Regions from separate parts of the Capra hircus genome. Here region 2 is linked to region 1. Evidence: chromatin contacts called from public Hi-C data. All regions are on one chromosome and are shown on one strand. The core of a region is the stretch at or near the end of the contact, and the rest is flanking DNA. Distances in the headings are between cores, read along the strand shown. Region 1 has its middle 12 kb from the start of TMEM217. Region 2 holds the start of PIM1 (serine/threonine-protein kinase pim-1).

What was found. A called contact is a pair of places that touch in the nucleus more often than the background predicts.
Region 2: a Hi-C map of blood shows a contact between it and region 1, with 1.7 times the contacts expected there. The contact joins the promoter of PIM1 here to the enhancer-like site in region 1. A contact is called at or near these places in 2 of 5 Hi-C or Micro-C datasets (both in blood).

What each region holds. Positions count from the first base shown.
Region 1 is chr23:37,653,585-37,659,685 of ARS1.2, forward strand. No RefSeq gene overlaps it. Among named protein-coding and RNA genes, the nearest start is that of TMEM217, 12 kb to the left of the region's middle. Within about 2 kb of position 2,412, at least 1 of the 5 cell types and tissues checked has an H3K27ac peak or open chromatin away from gene starts, as enhancers often do.
Region 2 is chr23:37,691,014-37,697,369 of ARS1.2, forward strand. It overlaps PIM1 (serine/threonine-protein kinase pim-1), which reads right to left and starts at 2,452. Exons shown (of 6, transcript XM_018039243.1): 1 at 1,931-2,452; 2 at 1,705-1,811; 3 at 1,544-1,594; 4 at 1,079-1,445. The coding sequence starts at 2,012.

The DNA.
Region 1 (6,101 bases), core at 1,162-3,661:
GCATCACCGACTCGATGGATATGAGTCTGAGTGAACTCCAGGAGTTGGTGATGGACAGGGAGGCCTGGCGTGCTGCGATTCATGGGGTCGCAAAGAGTCGGAGACGACTGAGCGACCGAACTGAACTGAAGGGACTTAGCATGCAGGTCCCAAAATGACCACCAGATGGCAGTCAGCAACAAGCTTTTGCTTAGTGCTGTTTGCCTTCTATACCAGATCCTCTAGGGGTGGCTGATCTGGGACTTAGGGAACCTCAAGCTGATGACTGAGGATTCATAGTGTGTGTCTACGCTCTAGTCTACAGGGGTGTGTGTGTGTGTGTGTGTGTGTGTGTGTGTGTGTAAGTGGTGGAGCAAGAAGCAGAGTTCTCAGAATCAGCTCAACTAAGAGTCACCTGCTGCCTCAGCTACAAGGCTGTGCTCCCGCTTGACACCAAGGGTCCTTGGAAAGTGGTGTGTCCACCTCCACTTCCCAGCCTCCCGTTCTCTCTGGAATCCCTTCCACTCCACCGTAACCACTCTTGCTCTTGTTTTTCAATCTTTATCTGTTGATTTGGCCGAGCCGGGTCTTAGTTGCAGCACGTGGATCTTCAGTCTTCAACGTGGCAAGCGAGATCTCAGTTGAGGCGTGTGGGTCTAGTTCCCTGACCAGGCCCCTTGCAGGGATTCGCAGCTAGTGGATTGCCAGGGAAGTCCCGAGACCACTCCTGTGAAGGTGACCTCCACATTACCCAGTCCTGAGCTTAGCCTTCTCTTGCCAGACCTCTCCATGGCTTTTGACCAGCTGATCCCTCTCTGACCTGCAAACAGGTCCCTCTCTTGCCCTGTGAGACACCAGGGTCACCCCTCTCTGTTCACCACCCACGTCACTGGCCCTTCTTCTCCGTCTCCTTTGCTGGCTCCTCTGAACCTCCCCGACCTGCAAGTATTGGCAAGCTCCTGGGCTCAGCCCTTTGTCCCTTTCTCTCCCCCATCTCAGTCATTCCCGGCTCTCCTTGTCCAGGCCCCTCGTAAGTAGCCTCCATACAGACATCTCTGGTCTGACGTGTCCCTGAAACTTGTACTCGTCGGTCCTGCTGCCTCTGTGCTGTGGGCAGGTGCCTCTACGTGGTTCCCAAAGATCCCTGCCAATTGATATTCACACCCATCACCTCCCCTTGAGTGCGAGCTAGACTAGCAACCCTCTTCTAACCAATCAAACACAGCAGAAGTGATAGGGTGTCATCTCTAAGATTCGGTTACAAAACCGCGATGACCTCAGGGTTGTTCACTCTCTCCGAGGGAAGCCAGCTGCCGCACTGGGAGCATCTGGAGAGGCCAGCATGGTCAGGAAGGACATCGCTAACCAACAGCCCCCAGGGACCTGAATCCTAGCAACAACCTCCTAAGTGAGCTTGGCAGCAGACCCTCCCTTAGCTGAGTCTTGAGGGGGCCATAGCCCTGGCCAGACGCCTCCACTGCAGGTGAGAGCCCCGGAGTCAGAAGACCTGTGCCAGCTGCCCCTGGGTTTCTGATCCATAGAAACTGTAACATAAATGTGTGTTCTCTTAAGCTGCTACATTTGGGGGTAATTTGTTACCAAGCAATTGATTACTAATACATGCACCCAGGTGGCGCTAGTGGTAAAGAACCTGCTGCAAATGCAGGGGACGTTAGAGACTTGGGTTCGATCTCTGGGTCAGGAAGATTTCCTGGAGGAGGGCATGGTGACCCACTCCAGTATTCTTGCTTGGAGAATCCCAAAGACAGAGGAGCCTGGTGGGCTACAGTCCATAGGGTCACAGAGTTGGACAAGACTGCAGTGACTGACTTAGCACACAGGCACACATATCTCAAAACGTGCTGAGGGGCTTCCCTGGTATCTCAGCGACAAAGAATCTGCCTGCCAGCGCAGAAGACATGGGTTCCATCACTGATCTGGGGAGATCCTACATGCCTCAGAGCAGCTAACCATCGAGCCTGTGTCTAGAGCCTGGGAGCTGCAACCTCTGAGCCCATGGGCTGCAACTATGAAGCCTTCACACCCTAGAGTCCATGCTCTGCAAGAAGAGAAGTGAACTCAACAAGAAACCCACACACTGCACCGAGGGAGTAGCCCCCACTCACCACAACTAGAGAAAAGCCCAGCCGCAATGAAGACCCAGCATAACCAAAAATAAATAAAGAGGAGTCACAATCCAGACTGTGGTTTTCCCTCCCAAAGCTGCCTTAACTCCCAGTCTTTGTCACCTCCACCCTTCTAGTTGCTCAGGTCAAGGACCCAGGAATCATCCTTGGGTTCTCTTTCTCTCTCAGCCTTTATCCAACCCCTCAGCAAACCCTCCCAGCCCCACCTTCAGTGTGCACTCAGATCCCACCGCTGCTCCCTACCTCCGCTGGCACCGTCCGGCCCAGGCTGGCACCATCTTTTGCCCAGGTTATTGCAGGAGCAGCATCCTAACTGCCTCCCTGACGCCGCTCTTGCTCCCTCTGCAGTCAGCTGTCCACTCAGCAGGCAGAGGGATCCTGTTGAAACCCAAGGCAGATCACGTTCCTCCCCTACTCTGCTATTCATATCCCACCAGGGCCCCCGCCACACTCGAGGAAAACTCCTAAGCCGTCGTCATAGAGTGTTGAGAGCTGAGTGATCCATTTCCCTGTCATCTGTCCAACCTCCTTCCTCACCACCTTTCTCTCCCTCCCTCTGCTCCAGCTGCCCTGGCTGCCTTGCAGTCCCCCTTACACACCCAGCACATTCCAGCCCCAGGGCCTTTGCACCTGTCTCCTCCTTACTCCAGGTGTCCACTGGCTTGCTTTCTTGTTTCTGTCGGGAGTCTGCTCAAAAGCCATCACAAATGCCTTCCCTACCAACCCATGTGAAGCGGCCCTTCCCCCACCCCCTCCAACCCACTTACCCTGCTTTACTTTAAAAAAAAAAAAAAAAAAAAGATTGCTTTATTGTTTTTGTTTGTTTGCCTCATGACTTGTGGATCTTCGTTCCCCGACCAGGGATTGAACCCTCGCACTCCGCAGTGAAAGCGCAGAGTTGTAATCATTGGACCACCAGGGAGTTCCCTACCCTGCTTTACTTTTTCCTAACACAGACTATCACCTGCCTTACTATATATATTGGGTTTGGTCAAAAGGTTCTTTCGGGTTTTTCCATATGATGTAACAGAAAAACCCAAATGAACTTTTTGACCAGGCCAATAGTTATGTTCCCCCCAAAATGTAAGTGCCATATTTTCTTCATTGCTATTTTCCCAGCACCTAGAACAACGCCCAGCACACAGCAGGTGCTTGGTAAATATTTGTGGGGTCAATGGACCCACCCCCTCAGCAGAAGAGGGTGTTACTTGATTGTCAAATGATGCTTATGGTAGCTGGGCTGGTGAGGGACAGGGCATGGTCGCTCCCTTGACCTCTTCCTACTCCTTTTTCTCTCTTCTCACTCACATCTGGAGACCGTGGCGAAGACTGTGGACAGTCACAGAGTTACAGGTGGGGAAATACCCACAAAGGATATAAGAAGGTCAGCTTCCTGGTCCTTTTCTTCCTCCCCTAATCCTCTGCCTCTACCAGCTGCTGACACGAGAAATACCGCCTCATCTCCCAGCCTTTCGAACAACTCAGGAGGCCCTGGGAAGGGCGGTGCCCTGAGCTCTGCCCCTCACCCCAGTGACAACCTCTGACTTTCCATCTTTGCTTTCTTCACCACGTTCGCTGAGTATCTACTGCATAGAAGGCCCTGAACTAGGAACAGGGGGTGCCCTGAAAAGTAAGTCACAGCCCAAAGGACTGTGGACACATTCCAAAGGACTCCCAACCCACTGAGCGGTGGGGGTCCTTGAGGGGCCATTTGGACCCCCAGTATGATCGGTACTGAGGGGGGAGCACTGGGGGCCGCAGGAGGAGTCCAGACTCTTAGAGGTTGGAGAGTCAGGGAAGTCTTCCTGCAGGAGGAGACATTTAAGCTGGGTCCTGGGAGAAGTCTGATTTAGCCCTGAGAAAGGAGGGGAGGAAATGGAAAGGTGGGAGCCTGAGAAGGTGCAAATCCCCCTGGGACAGTAGAGCTGTGCTCTCTTACGCGGTTTCCACATCAGGGTGAAGGCTTTGCACAGGGGAACAATGGTGTCAAGAGGAAGCAAGAGGTCGGAACTTCCCCAGAGAAAAGAGGGTCTCCCCTTTTCCCACGGCCCCTGCTGGCCGCTCCCAGGGGCGCCTGCTCTTGAGCATAACAACCACGGAATATTTCTGAGCATCTTTCCCACCTCACCGCTGTCACCTGTAAGTCCAACGTCCAACGGAGGACAGACTTCATTCTGTGTTGACTTTCCCCCGCCGGTTTCAAGATGTGTAAATGTTTCCATAGTCTTACTTCTTTTTTCCTCCCAGCCCTGGGTCTCCATTTCCCCTGCTTTCTTTCACCCCAGAAGCCCCCACTTGAGCATTGCTGCTCTTGGCCTTTGAAGCCCTCGTCTTTCCCTTTCTTCAGCCTCTCCTGGCTATCACAGGTCTTGACGCACAGGCTGATGCTATACTTTCCTTGTTCCAATTACCCTGCCCCCCAGCAAGCGGTTAACGAGGGCCCCCAAGAGCCAGCCACCAGGTGAGCCTGCCCTGGTGACGAAGGCTGAGCCCCCGACCCTTGGGACAGCCTTTCACTGAGCGAGCTGCCCCGTGAAACGCTCCTCAGCTTCCTTCCTCTTCTCTCTGCCCCTCACCACTTGTTAGTAAAACAGGCTTTTTTTTTTTAACCATTGAAGTGTTTAAATTAAAAATAAATAAATTAGGATTTTCTTCCCTGGCAAACAGGTTTTACAAATAGCTGCTGACTGTATTTTGTTTCATAAACAAGGGCTTTGCTTTAGGTGTGCCTCTTTGTGCATATGATTGTGTCTGTGTATCTGTGTTTGTGAGAGTGTTTGTGTATGTTGTGTGTTTGCCTAATTATGTATGGAGAAGGAAATGGCAACCCACTCCAGTATTCCTTTTTTTTTTAATTTAAATTTATTTAATTGGAGGCTAATTACTTTACAATATTGTATTGGTTTTGCCATACATCAACATGAATCCGTCACAGGTATACACGTGTTCCCCATCCTGAACCCCCCCTCCCACCTCCCTCCCCGTATCATCCTTCTGGGTCATCCCAGTGCACCAGCCCCAAGCATCCTGTATCCTGCATTGAACCTGGACTGGCGAGTATTCTTGCGTGGGAAATCCCATGGACAGAAGAGCCTGGCAGGCTACAGTCCATGGGGTGGCAAAGAGTCGAACACGGCCGAGAGACTAAACAAAAAGGCTGAGGTAAACAATTATTTGGTGATTGTCAGAAATAACTTACATATTCAAGATACAAAAAGATTTTAAAAATCATTAAGGCTTTATAGTTTTCTAAAATCTTCTGCCTCCTACCAATGCTTCCTTTCCCTTCGGAAATACATCCTCCAAGGGGAAACACTGGATGCATCTTATTTAAAAGGGGACGTTTGGGGACTTCCCTGAAGGCCCAGTGGTTAAGACTCCAAGCTTTCACTGCCATGGCCTGGGTTTCGTCCCTAGTTGGGGAACTAAGATCCCACAAGTTGTGCAGTGTGGCCAAATAAAAAGTAAAAGGGGGACTTCCCCGGTGGTTCAGTGGTTAAGACTCCTGCTTTGAATGCGGAGGGCATGGGTTTGATCCCTGGTTGGGGAACTAAGATCCGACATGCTGTGTGGCAAAACCAAAATTAAAAAATGAAAATAAATAAAATATATGAAAGGGGATGTTTGTTTTTCCTCTTACCCCAACAGCATGACACTCGTGTATTTTATGAATGATTTGGAGAATGGAACTTCCAACTGTCTTGCTTCTCAAACAATTGGGAACAAAAGGATCCCATTCAAAAGAATCGGGAGAAAGCAGCTGTAAAAAGTGTCCAAGCAACTAGAGGTCCTATGGAGTCCACTAGTAGACACTCAGCAGCTTCTTTTCAAGGATTCCCAGCTTCTGGCATTTTCCTCTACCCAGGCTGAGCCTCCTACTGGCTACCTTGACTCAACCTGACCCCACCTGCCCCTCACTCGGATCCAACAATCACTTGCATTTTCTGGCCTGATTGAGAAGATTTTATTTAGCAT
Region 2 (6,356 bases), core at 1,202-3,701, 37 kb after region 1:
CCCCTTCCTCCATCCAAGGGAGAGGTAGCACTGCTGGGCTGGCTTCAGACCACGTGATTCCTGTTTACAAACTTTGAGTTGTAAAAAAAAAAAATGTGGGGCCATCCCGCTGGCGCTCACCAGGGGGCAGCAAAGACTGGAAGGAAAAAACATGGGAGGACCCGGCCAGCCATTAACTGTTAAATACAAAAAAAAATACAGCCCAACCCAGCGTCCTCCAAGGGCAAATAAACACAAACCACAAGCCCCAGTCACAAGTTTTGAAAGGCTGTCGTTTGTTAGGTTAAGCCGCTCAGATGATGACCCACCCTCCTCTGCTTTGATCTCCGAGCTCTCCATTCCATCTTTTCTGAAAGAACCCGCTCCAAGCCCCTCCCTAGGATAGGTTTTCATCCTCTCTGTGGAGACACCCAACTAATTTTCAAACCAGCAAGAGATCCTATTTCACAACATTCATTCCCGACTCCCTCACTCCACATCACCACCAAGATAAAATAATAATAACAAGAATCAACAAAATGAATTATTTAGTAAAACTACTCTTCTCTTCCTTATTCGTCCCTAGATCAAAGGGGAGGGGAAAACACACACACACACACACACACACACACACACACACACACACACTGCAGCTCTGAAAACTACCTCAACCGAAAACTCCCTTATAAATCAAAACAAAAATGACAAAACCGGCAATCAATTTTCATCTCTCCCGCTCTCTCCTCCCCCTGTCCCCTCCCTCTCATCCTTCTACCGGCGGGGAAACTGGGTCAGACTTCAGAAATCTGGGCTACGGCCGGTTGCCCACAACCTCTTATTCATGGGGAAAGCTTGGAACCCACTGAATTTCACTTAAAAAATAAAATCATGCCAGAGACATTACAGGTTCAGCTGGCTCGAAATTCCCAGCTTTCCTACCCTGGGAAGCCCTCCTTCGCCCCACCCCTGCTAGCATCGAGCCAGGCGGCCCGATGACCTTTACAAAGGGCCGGGAGGGAAGCCTGCCGAGGCCTCCAGGCCAGGCCGAGTCACCTGGGCAGTTCCCCTCCCGGGGAGCTCCCCCTCAGGCCTGACTCACCATCGAAGTCCGTGTAGACGGTGTCCTTGAGCAGCGCCCCCGACCCGAAGTCGATGAGCTTGAGCTCGCCGCGATTGAGGTCGATAAGGATGTTCTCGTCCTTGATGTCGCGGTGAAGCACCCCGCAGTCGTGGCAGTGCCGCACCGCCTCCAGCACCTGCCAGAAGAAGCTGCGGGCCAGCTCCTCCTGCAGGGCCCCTCTTTCCGTGATAAAGTCGAAGAGGTCTTGCACCGGCTCCGGCCTCTCCAGGATCAGGACGAAACTGTCGGGCCTCTCGAACCAGTCCAGGAGCCTAATGACGCCGGAGAAGCCCGAGCTCACCTTCTTCAGCAGAACCACTTCCATGGGCACTCGGGTGCCATTAGGCTGCAGAGGGGCGAGGGGGGCTGCAGTTAGGGCGGGGGCGGGTCACAGGGTGCCCCACTCCACCCATCCCGGGGGGTCGCTACCTCCAGGATACTCACCAGCTCTCCCCAGTCGGAAATCCGGTCCTTCTCCACGTGCTTGATGGCCACCTGGAAAGCCCCCCCATAGAGTCTCTGTTAGAGATTCCCTCGCCGGGGGGCAAACACACCGGCGTGCCCCCGGCCGGCGCGCCCTCCTCGCAAGCCGGGCGCCCACTCACCGGCAAGTTGTCGGCGACACGAATGCCTGAGTACACCGAGCCGAAGCCGCCGCTGCCCAGGAGCGGGCCCACCTGGTACTGCGACTCCAGGGGCTCCTTCTCCTTGCCTATAGGAAAGGGAGAGTCCCAGGAGACTCAGTGACGTCCCGCGAGCCCCCCAGCTTCCACCCTCGAGGTCCAGCCGCCCCCCACCTCCATCCAGGGTTGGTGGGAGAGAGGCACTTACCCGGCGCCAGCTTGGTGGCGTGCAGGTCGCTGCAGGGCGCGGCGCGCAGGTGGGCAAGCGAGTTGATTTTGGACAAGAGCATCCCCACCTCCAGGGTGTCGGCGCAGAGGCTGTGTCTGGAGGAGCTACTGCAGTAGGGACTAGGGCTGCGCCGGCGGCTGTGCCTAAGGCCGGGGCTGAGGCTGCGGGTGGCGTTGCGGCTGCGGCTGCGGCTGGCGCGGAAGGCCGAGGGCGAGTCGGAGGACGACTGGGGGCGCTGGCGGCTGACGGACACGCCGGCAGGGTCAGGCAGCGCCGCGGGCGGCAGGGTGGGCGGCTCGAGGGGCTGGTGTGGCAGCGCTGCGGCACAGGGAGTGTGTAGCTGTAGCTGCTGCTGCTGTTGCCGGTCCCGCCACCGCCGCCGCCGCCAAGTCCTCTCCGGCCTCCTCCGCCACCGCGGCCGCTGCAGCAGACGCCCGGCTCGCCCTGCCGCCAGGAGTAAAAGGGGCGGAGCGCGCCGGCGGGGAGGGGGCGCGCGGGCGGGCGGGGATGGGGCGGGGCCTCTCCGGGAGGCCTAGGCGGGGGAAGCCGGGCGGCCGGGCCGGCGGAGGGAGGAGAGGGGGTGGGGGAGCGGCGGGACAGGGCGACTCCCCTCCGCACCCCCCCTCCCCGCTCGCCCTCCGTGGCCGCGCCCCGCCCCCGCCCCCGCCGGCGCGCCTCCAGCCAACCAGAGGCCGGCTCATCTGCATAACGCGGCGCGCGCCCCGCCCACGCCCCGCCCCGGCTCTCGCGGTCAGAATGGTCTCTACGCCGCCACGACGTGGCGGGAAGGAAAAGGCGCCAAAATGGAGGGGGAGGGGCGCTGGGGCGTGCGGGGAGGCGGGAGCCGGGTGTTGAGCCGCGAGGGAGGAAGGATGGGGAGGGGCGTATCGATTCAAACCCAAACAATAACAAAGCCTTCAAAGGCCGCCCGAGGCCGGCTCTGCGGCTCTCCATTTCTCGGGGTTTTTGGGTCAAGGGCTAAGAGCTGGAGCATAACAAGTTGCGCAGAGAAGACAGCCGTTGGTGTGTCAGGCCCCGAGGCCCGGCGGCCGGCGCGCCGGGGTGTGAGCGACTGTGTGGGGGGGGCAGGGGGAGGATGCCGACGAGGGTGGTCTTTATGTCTGACTCAGACGCGAGACCTCCAAGTCGGCTTGGGCGGGTTGACCACGCGCTGTGGGATCGGGCTGGATTCTCTGGGGTTTGGATGTTGGGGGCGCAGGATCTGCAAGATATGAGTCACAACGGCGGCTTCACGGAGGTGTCACAGGCCTGGAATAAAACCCGGAGAGCTCCGCTCGCTCGGGGGAGGGGTCCAGATCGCGATTGTCACAGCCGGTGAAAAGATCGGCCCCCAGATCCCCTGGCAGATTTTTATGTTTTAAAAAATGCAGAAAGGTTCCAGTGAATCCTGATGCCGAAGAAGTGATGTGTGTCAGAGTGCCCAGTAAAGAGGAAATCACGAAACAAATGTTAGTATTGTGATGCCAGATGCTGTCTCAGCCCCTTCTGTGAGGGCGGGAGAGAGAAGAAAATGCCTCATCTAAGAGCGAGGGTGGGAAGGCGCGCTAGATGTAATCAGAGTTTTCACGTTGTATTCACCTTCTCGTCAGCCTGTTATTACCAGTCAGGCAATATTAGCAATTATTGGCTGCCCCCAGTCTTGACTCAAAGGAAATTCCCCCCTCACCCCGGCTCCATGCCCCCTTGGAAATAACACGGAAACTGACCAATTCGACTTTCATCCTTTGTCCTTTTAAACTTCTTGTAGAGTTGATAACGACGTGTGAAATGAGTAAATTAAAATTCTTTGTAATCCGTAAATTGAGTTGTCGGGTCCTCCTAAGTAATTGAAAGCTAACTACATCCTCTTTTAATTTTTTTTTTTCAAGTTTCTGCCACTTAAAAAATGAGGTCTGAGGATCTGTATAGCTGTACTCATTAATGAATTTAAATGTTTCATTAAAAGTTTTCTACAATGCTGTTATATAAAGATGCTCAGATATTTCACAACTTTTATTATCTTATGAAATATTACATATTTTCCTTTTGTATACTGTGGCCTAACTCATTCATTTTCAATGACTAGGAAAAAGCCCAAGGGAACAAGAATTATTCCTTTTTTACGGATAGGAAAATGAAACATAAATAAAATGACACAGGGTCATACAACAGCTAAGAGAAGAGATAAAACAACACAAATTCAACCCCTGACTATCCAAAATTTTCCTCATGTTGGGCTCTAAAACTGTTCTTTGTACTGAGTAAGACATCAAGTATCAATCAATGTATGTGACCCCCACCTCCGTCCCCTCTTCCTTTCCTCTCATAAGCGCTACTGGACTATTCTCACTTGTTCCCACTTGTCTAGCCTTTGTAGAGCTGGACTTTCTGCCTTTGTAGAGGTAGTCAAATTGTTCTGAGAATGCCCCCTCTACACTTTCATTTAAAGTCTTTCCAGACTTCAGGACACAATTAAAATAGTTCCACTCCAGATTGCTAAGCAAACTGTCTATGCCACTTAATCATGTATTTGTTTCTTGGTTTTTGGGTTTTTTTTTTAATCTATTAACTTTTCAGTTATTTATACCTTGTCTTCCTATTCTTTGAATGAATACGTTATCCAATATTCATTGATGAAGGGAAAAATCAAAATGGGTCCCAACAAAAAGTTCATGATTAAAGTCATTTTATACCAAATTTAAGTGAATTAAGTGGGCTTAGGCAAAGTAAAATAAAGGTTAGGAACAATCTTTAAACTGGGTTAGCCTGCTTTCAGATGTGGGATCTGGCACCTACTACTTAATATGACATTCATGAAGTTGCTTAACCTTTCATCAGCTTGATCTTTCCTCAAATTGCTTTAGACTCTGAATGGAGATAATGACACCTCCCTCATAGGACTGTTGTAAGGAGCAAATGAAATTCTACATATAAAGCTCGTAGACTGGCATGAAGTAAACTTCCAATAAATATTAGCTATGATGGCAATGATGCTGATTATGATTATAACGATGATGAAAAGGAAGAATTTAGGGATGGTCTTGCACCTTGGAAGTTTCAAAGATAACATGCTAGCTAGTTAGATTTTAATCATCTTGGGAGAGAATATGATTCAAACTAGTTGTATACATTCAATCAAATTCACTTTCTCTAGATCTTTGTAGGGCTCACTCTTTAATTAGCTTTAGCTAAAGTGATTAACATCTAACATGTCTGCTTCATATGATGGGTACTTCACAGCTGGAAGTTATAAAACATGGACCTTGCTTGGAAAAGAGCTTTTATTTACTTAAAACCGCTTTTAAAGATGGTTATTAAACATTCAAGTATATTTTGCGTTAAAAGTTACTCTTCAAAGGTAGAGAATTTGATGTTTTGATTCATCAACCTGTAGTTGTAATGATAAAAACAAGCATAACCTGTGATGTCTCAAAGATTCTAACAAAGAATCAGAAAAATCACACTAATAATTAAATGAAAAGTGCTTTTGGAAAGATGAAGGCCATAATTATGCTAACAATTCTCAGGAAAGGGGAGAATTGGTTTATGTTTGTTTGAACAATAGCCAAATTAATCGTTAGGTGGTTTCCATATTCTACCTGATATGGATTTAATCAAGATATTGTCAAACAATGACTTCAGCAATTTCTGTAATCAAAGTTTAGATGAGGTTTGAAAGGGAGGCCTATTCACTATCTTTTAAAGTACCGCTGAGTCCACTTGATACACTTATATAACTAGGTCTCTACCAGTTTTTCTCTATAAATTATTTGCAGTTAATTGAATAGAAATAATTTGGGTCTGCATCTCTTATTTCTCTCCTAAAAAGAAGGATTACTGAATTTTTAAATTTAAAGTTTAATTTTGAAAAAAAAAATCGTTTTTTATTTTACTCCTTGTTTGGTAAAATAAAAAGAAAGGAAAATTTGGGAGAAAGTCAGCTGCAATACACTTCTTTCTATATCTTAAAATGTCTCCAATTATCTCAACTAGTTGTAAGATTATTTAGAAAAATTTAAATTTCACATGTGTAGAATATATGTGAAAACTACCTACAAATCATAAGACAGGAAATAGTCTAAATTTAAAAAGACTGATGCCTCTGGGAATTCCTTGGCTGTCCAGTGGTTAGGACTGTGCTTCCACTGCCAGGAACCCGGCTTTGATACCTGGTCAGGGAACTAAGAACCTGAAAGCTGTACATGGCATGCCCACTGCCGCTCCCCCCTTCCCCCCCAAAAAAAGACTGAAACCTTGATGGCCAACAGGCACATGCAATATTGCCCATCATATCCAATTATTAGAGAAATGCAAATCAAAACTACAATGAGGACTTCCCAGGTGGCCCAGCGGCTAAGATCTGCCCGCCAGTGCAGGGGACACTGGTTTGATCCCTGGTTTGGGA